2 separate regions of the Sus scrofa genome follow, and region 2 is linked to region 1. Evidence: chromatin contacts called from public Hi-C data. All regions are on one chromosome and are shown on one strand. Each heading gives the region's core, a stretch centred on a gene start, on an enhancer-like site or on the middle of the called end of the contact. The rest is flanking DNA. Distances are from core to core; before and after follow the strand shown.

Region 1 (3,076 bases), core at 326-2,825:
GTTGCCAGTCTTCAAGCCCAGATCAACCCTTTATGTAGCAGGGCCGATCTCAGTCAGAAAGAGAAGTCTGCAAAGGAAATTGTGAAGAGAAAGGTAGGGAGGGTGTGGCACCCCAAAGACCTAAGAAGACCCAAGGAGAGCTATCAATTCTGTCCATTGTTGAGAGAAATGAGGACTGAATAATGAATTTTGCAAGACAGAACTCACTGGTGACGTTGAGAACAGCCATTTCACTGGAGCGGTGGGACCAAAACCTGAGGTGGGAAAAGTTAGAATAAAGAGTAAGAAAATGAAGATAATGACTCTAAATTTTTTTTCTCAGGATTTTTGTTATCAAGGGAACCAAATGAGGTGGTAGGTGATGGGGGTCAAAGAAGGTTAGGATTATTTTTTGAGATGGAGATCATTATAGCATGTTATTTGTTGATGGGGAAGATCCAAAGGGAAGCAAAAAAATGATAATGAAAATGAGGACCTATGTCTAAGTCCTCAAGTAGATAAGAAAAGATAGGCTCAAAAGCACAACCTGATCCATAGAATAGTTGCTAGGTCTCAGAAGTGCTCACTAAATGTTGGTTATTATTATTTCCGATGCCTCAAAATTTTTTTTTTTTTTTTTTAGGGCCTCACACCATGGCATATGGAAGTTTCCAGGCTAGGGGTCGAATTAGGGCTATAGCTGCCGGCCTACACCACAGTCACAGCAGCGAGGGATCCAAGCCAAGCCTGCAACCTACACCATAGCTCAGGGCAATGCCGGATCCTTAACGCACTGAGGGAGTCCGGGAATCAAACAGCATCCTCATGGATACTAGTTGGATTCATTTCCACTACACCACAACAGGAACTCCCTCAAATTTTTGAATAATGAATAGGCATCACGTTTACAAAATATAAAATTATTATCTAAACAAACATACAGGCTTGGACTCCAGCATCAGACTTCACTAGTTCAAATTCTAGTTCTACCACTTGGCCAAGGCATTTTTCTTCATGGGGCTTTGTGTTCCTTTGTAGGAAAAGATAATAATACCTACCTTATAAGGCTGTTGGCTGGCTTAAGTGAGACAATCCGTGAAAAATTTAGCACTGTACTTGTGTATGGTGACGGTTCAAGTGTTTAAGGCTATTATAACTGTCATACTGTCTTATACATGTAAACTGTGGTTGTCTGTGATGCTTTTAGGCACTGTCACACTGATTGAAATTCGTAGAACCAGAAGACAGGTACCACAGCGCAGAGCTTTCAGAAGGCACAGAGGCCGATGCGCTGTCAGGCCAGCACACCATGGAACTCTCCCACCGTCTCTCCTTCTACTGACACTGTCCCTCCAAAAGGTACTGTCCTTAGGAGGCAAACAAAGCAAGACAAGACATAACAAACACAAAAAAAACCACCCGAAAACCAACCCTGACTAGCGCTGACCAGACGGGGTAGGACGTCTGCGCCCGCACCAAGCCCACAGCGCTTCGCTGGAGCCTGCGCAGTCGCTGTAGGTGGGGCGTGGCACATTCTTGGCGTTTCCTCCCGATTCTTCCTTCACGCAGCACTAGGGCGGAAAGTCTCGCGAGACGTGTGAGTTCTCGCGGGAACCGCATTCAAAAAGCCCTGGCGCTTACCGAGAGCTCCTGCAGTGAATGGGCTGGTGTGTCTGCTTCGCGGTGGAGTAAACTTCCGAACCTGAGTGCCGCGAGTTGCAGCAGCAGAGGAAAGGGGTGAGGAGAAAGGTATGGGCAAGCGGCTTGGAGGGAGGGTGAAGAGGGAAACTGGGGAGCGGCGTAAGGAGGGGAGAGCAGGGCCTTAGGAAACCTGGGGCCTGGGTCTCCGCCCAGCCTTTTAGCTGGACCAGCTCTTTCAGCGGAACTCAGTTCCTAGAAATCAGATTTCCAGCCGGTCTCAGTCTTCCGGTGGGCCGCCTCGACCCCCCGCCCGGGAGATTGCGCAGAAATACAGAAAGCCCAGCCCGCTGCCTCCGGAAAATAACGAACACTAGGTCTGCGCTGTCCAGTGTGATAGCCACTAGCCACATGTGGCAGTCTGAATCCAGAAATGCTATAAATGTAAAATACATACTGGATTTTGAAGACTACACCAAAAAGTAATCTCATTAATAGTCTTTATAATAACTACATGTTGACATGGCATTTTAGATATATTGGATTAAATAACATTAAAGTGAATTTCACCAGTTAATTTGCTATTTTTTTAATGTGGCCCCTTGAAAATTAAAAATCACCTATTTTGTTCGCAATATACTTTTTCGACAGCGTTGCTTCATAGAGCTGTCCATTCTGCCCTACTTGCTTGTTCACCCTTTAGCTGGTTTAATCTTCTCCAAAACCCTATATCTAGATAGGTGTCATTGTCATTGCTTTATGGGTAATGGAAGAAAACATACATAAGTTATTAAAGTTGATGCAGCCAGTGGGTAGTGCAGGTGGAGTAAGAACTCAGGCAGCTGGAATCCCTAAGCTCCCTGTCTCTTAAGTGCTTTGTACATGCTATGTTTCTGAGAGGCAGAACAGAAAAGCAGTTCCAAGCACCAGGCTTTGGAACTAAATTCTGGTTCCCCTCTCACTTAGCCACTTACCACCTGATAACCCTATGCAAGTTTCTTAACCTTTATGTGCCTTAGTTTGCATATATATAACAGGGTGGGGGGAACCTTTCATTTCATAGGGTTGTTGAGGGAATTGCATAAGATGATGTATGCAGAGCACCAAGCACAATGTCTGACACACATTAGCTGTAGTTCTTATTCAACCCTGGCTACCTTTCTCTGCAGGCTGATAGGTTAACTCTTACTCATCCATTATAACTGTTGAAAAGTCACTTCCTCAGGGAAGTCTGTCCTGTTCATACTCCCCCGCTACCTTGCCCTCACTCCACTACCAGATTAAGACAGCTCCCTTGTGTTACAGGCTCAGATAGCACCATATATCTCTCCCTCTTGCACTTATCACACTTGTAACTTTATATTTCAGTTATCTGATTTAAAGCCTTTCCACTTAATAGACCAAGATCCAAGAAGCCAGGGATATTGTATAGTTTGGGGATCACATTGTGTCCTCAGCA
Region 2 (3,076 bases), core at 199-2,698, 1.0 Mb before region 1:
TCATTTAACAGAATTGGTGGGTGCAGCCTTGGAAGAAGGTACTATGGGGCGCAATAAATTCAATTTCCTCAGCAGAGTTAAGACCAGATTACCTCACGTTTAAATAAGAGCAGTTTTCAGAGTGCTGGGATGTGGCCTCTCCGTGGAGGTTTTCGAGAAACCTGTCCGCACGAAGCTGATATCGGTGCTGGTTTATAGCAAATTTCCTAAAACTGTAAGGAGGATCACACGACACCGTAATATGGCAAAACACCAATACAGTGCTAAGCTAAAAGCACTCCTAGCTCCTCTAGAAGAATGTATTTCAAGTAAGACAGCCACAAAGGCCGAGTGATTAAATACTCCACTTACCGGAGCAAAAGGTTTTGAAAAGGCTAAAAACAAAAGGAAGCAAATAAAAGTTGATCCACTGTCCTAAAATATGGAAAGAACTTTTTTTTGAAAGTACATGCTATCAAGTCCTAGAAAAAAATCTCTATTTGAGTAGTCTACCAAAATATTACTAGTGGCAAGCTCTGACTGGCGGGAATACGAGGGACTTTAACCTTTACTTGTGTTTTTTAAAAGACAAACTTGAACTAGTAGTTACTCGGAACAAAAACAAACCAGGGCAATTATCCACTGTATGTTCCACACACGTGTGTTTAAAAGCCTCAGTTATAACAACAATGACAACTCCTAGGAACCCACCGAGATTTCAAGGACACAAGCAGAAAGCTCGGAAATCAGTTTAAAAAAAAAAAAAAAGGTGGTGGCAAATGTCCCCGCGCAATTTGACATCCGTGACCAACCATTTTCAACTTCGGAGAAAACTGGGAACGCTGTCTGGTAGATCTCGTCTTGCTTGGCAAAACCCGACACAAAAAATTCTCCCTTTCCCTCCCAGATCTCGAGGAGGAAGTGGGAGGAAAGGCCTGGGGGCGGCAAGCGCTCCGGTGCGAGGATGGGGAGTGAGCCTCCAACCGAGTGCTCAAAAAGTCCCTCCGCCCCCATCCCGTGCAGGGCGCCGACCGGGAGCGACCGACTTCGAACCAGGCCCCTCCGCCAAGAGGCTTCCAGACGGGGCCCAACGTGCCCTCCCAACCCGACAGGCCCAAGCCCTCATCTTACAGGGTTTCTTGGCATCCTTAATCTTCATGGCGTCGGCCTAAGAGAGGAGAGGCAGCCTTCGGGTCCGACTCGCAGAGGGTAGTGGCGGAGACTGGAGGTGGCTGGGCCGCGCGGGGAGGCCCGGCCGGTTCCTCCCCTCGGGCCGGGCGGGGCGGGCCAAGGGCGGGGCGGCGGCGCCTGAGGCGAGGCCCGGCCCAGGGGGCGGCCCCCCCACCCCCGCGAGGGGCGGCCGGGACCGAGGGAGCAGGGGAAGGCCGCCGGCCTCGCCGCTCCGGGCCCCCCGCCGCCGCTCAAACAAAAGGCCCCGGTCCCCCAAGCCACCGCCGCCGCCGCACTGAGAACTAGCCCGCCCAGGCCCAGCGTCCACGTGACGAGAGCACCCCACCCCCCTCTCCGCTCTCCGCCGGCTGCTGGGGATTGTAGTTCCCCAGGTCGCAAGACCCCGCTCTCAGGCTGCAGCGGTACAGATGGACTACAAAACCCAGGATGCATCGCGGCTCCTCCTCCCAGTCCCCTCCGCTTCCGGGGATCGCCTCAGAGTGGCCCCAGAGAGGAGGGGGCGGGGCCTTAATCACGCCAGCGGCTAGGAGACCAATAGTGGCTGATGTGGGCGGGCTGCGGAAGTCTAGAGCTCAAGCCTCGCCCAGTCGGCGAGAAAGAAGGAGAAGGGGACGTCTTGCTTGTGTTGTAATGGCTGTTTTGCAAGTGGCAGACTTCCTCTAGAGGCAAAAAAACGTGGTTATTGTGCCAAGGAGGGCTCTAAATACGGGGCTCTAGAGCCGCTCTTTAGACAAACCAGTGAGTGCGTTTGCAAATTAAAGTCATCCTCGAAGGAATCCCCTGGCTTAATTGAGACACCTCCAAAGCTGGTGTTGGAATAATGATTATCATAATAGTATACGGTAATGATGATAAACACTTTTGGGGAATTATTTAAGTTAATTCAATAACTTTGTAAAGTGCGTGCATTTATTGTCCATCGCTGTTTTTTTTTTTTTTTTTTGGTTTTTTTTGGGAGGGGTATGGAACTCTTCACGTATTTGCGTGTCATCCTTGCGCAGGGTCCATGCTAATGTATATCATTCCAGTTTTGTGCTGCCAAAGCGAGCACTATCTATTGCTAATTTCGAAGATGGGACAAGATCTGAGAAGTTAAGTCACACGTGGGGCACGTGTTCTTTGCCACGGGTCCACGGTTCCCTTCAAGGGGCTTTGTAGCCCAGCTTCCCCTTCCAATGAGGAAATTGATTCCTAGAGAAGAAAATTAAGCGCTCTAGTTCTTACTCTTGTCCCGCCGTCTCCTAGATTCTGAGTCTTACAGCTGGAATGGAACGGAAGTCTTCTGGCTTCCCCTCCTCCAGTTAGCTGACCAGGAATTTAGTGACTTCGAAATAGGTGGTTTGAGAGTCGGCAATGGAGGATTGAGCTTTATGGCCCCTTCTTTGTGGAGGATATGACAAGGGTTTTGAGTAAGGACTGGAAGGGACACAAACCATCATTTAGGGATTTTGTACTAAGAGTTAGCACTTTACAGAGTGCTTTCTTTACTTTTAAATTTTTAACTTAAATGTAGTACTCACAACCACCCTTTGAAATGTAACTCAAAGTTGAATTCCCATATCGTTTTGTTTGGACAACTTGGTTACAAAGTCGAGGAGTTCTCAATGTGGCTCAGAGGTAATGAACCTAACTGGTATCCATGAGGATGCAACGTTCAGTCCCTGGCCTCGATCAGTGAGTGAAAGATCCAGCATCATCACAAGCTGTGGTGTAGACCACAGACTGGGCTCGAATCCCACGTTGCTGTGGCTGTGGCAAAGGCCAGCAGTGCTCTCATTCAACCCCTAGCCTGGGAACTTACATATGCCACCTGTTCCGCTCTAAAAAAGCAAAAAAAAAAAAAAAAAAAAAAAAAAAAAAAAAAAAAAAAAAAAAGTTGGGCAAATTACTTAATCTGTTTGATTCT

Evidence for each region. Hi-C and Micro-C count contacts between places; a contact is called where the count stands out from the background.
Region 2: a contact with region 1 is called in a Hi-C map of embryonic fibroblasts, with 1.8 times the contacts expected there. The contact joins the promoter of PANK3 here to the promoter of SPDL1 in region 1. A contact is called at or near these places in 1 of 5 promoter capture datasets (fetal skeletal muscle) and 2 of 47 Hi-C or Micro-C datasets (embryonic fibroblasts and heart right ventricle).

What each region holds. Positions count from the first base shown.
Region 1 is chr16:54,301,964-54,305,039 of Sscrofa11.1, reverse strand. It overlaps SPDL1 (protein Spindly), which reads left to right and starts at 1,575. Exons shown (of 12, transcript XM_003134063.5): 1 at 1,575-1,728. It overlaps LOC110257251 (a long non-coding RNA gene), which reads right to left and starts at 1,527. Exons shown (of 3, transcript XR_002339615.1): 1 at 1,038-1,527; 2 at 208-254.
Region 2 is chr16:55,311,705-55,314,780 of Sscrofa11.1, reverse strand. It overlaps PANK3 (pantothenate kinase 3), which reads right to left and starts at 1,448. Exons shown (of 7, transcript XM_003134072.4): 1 at 1,111-1,448. The coding sequence starts at 1,138.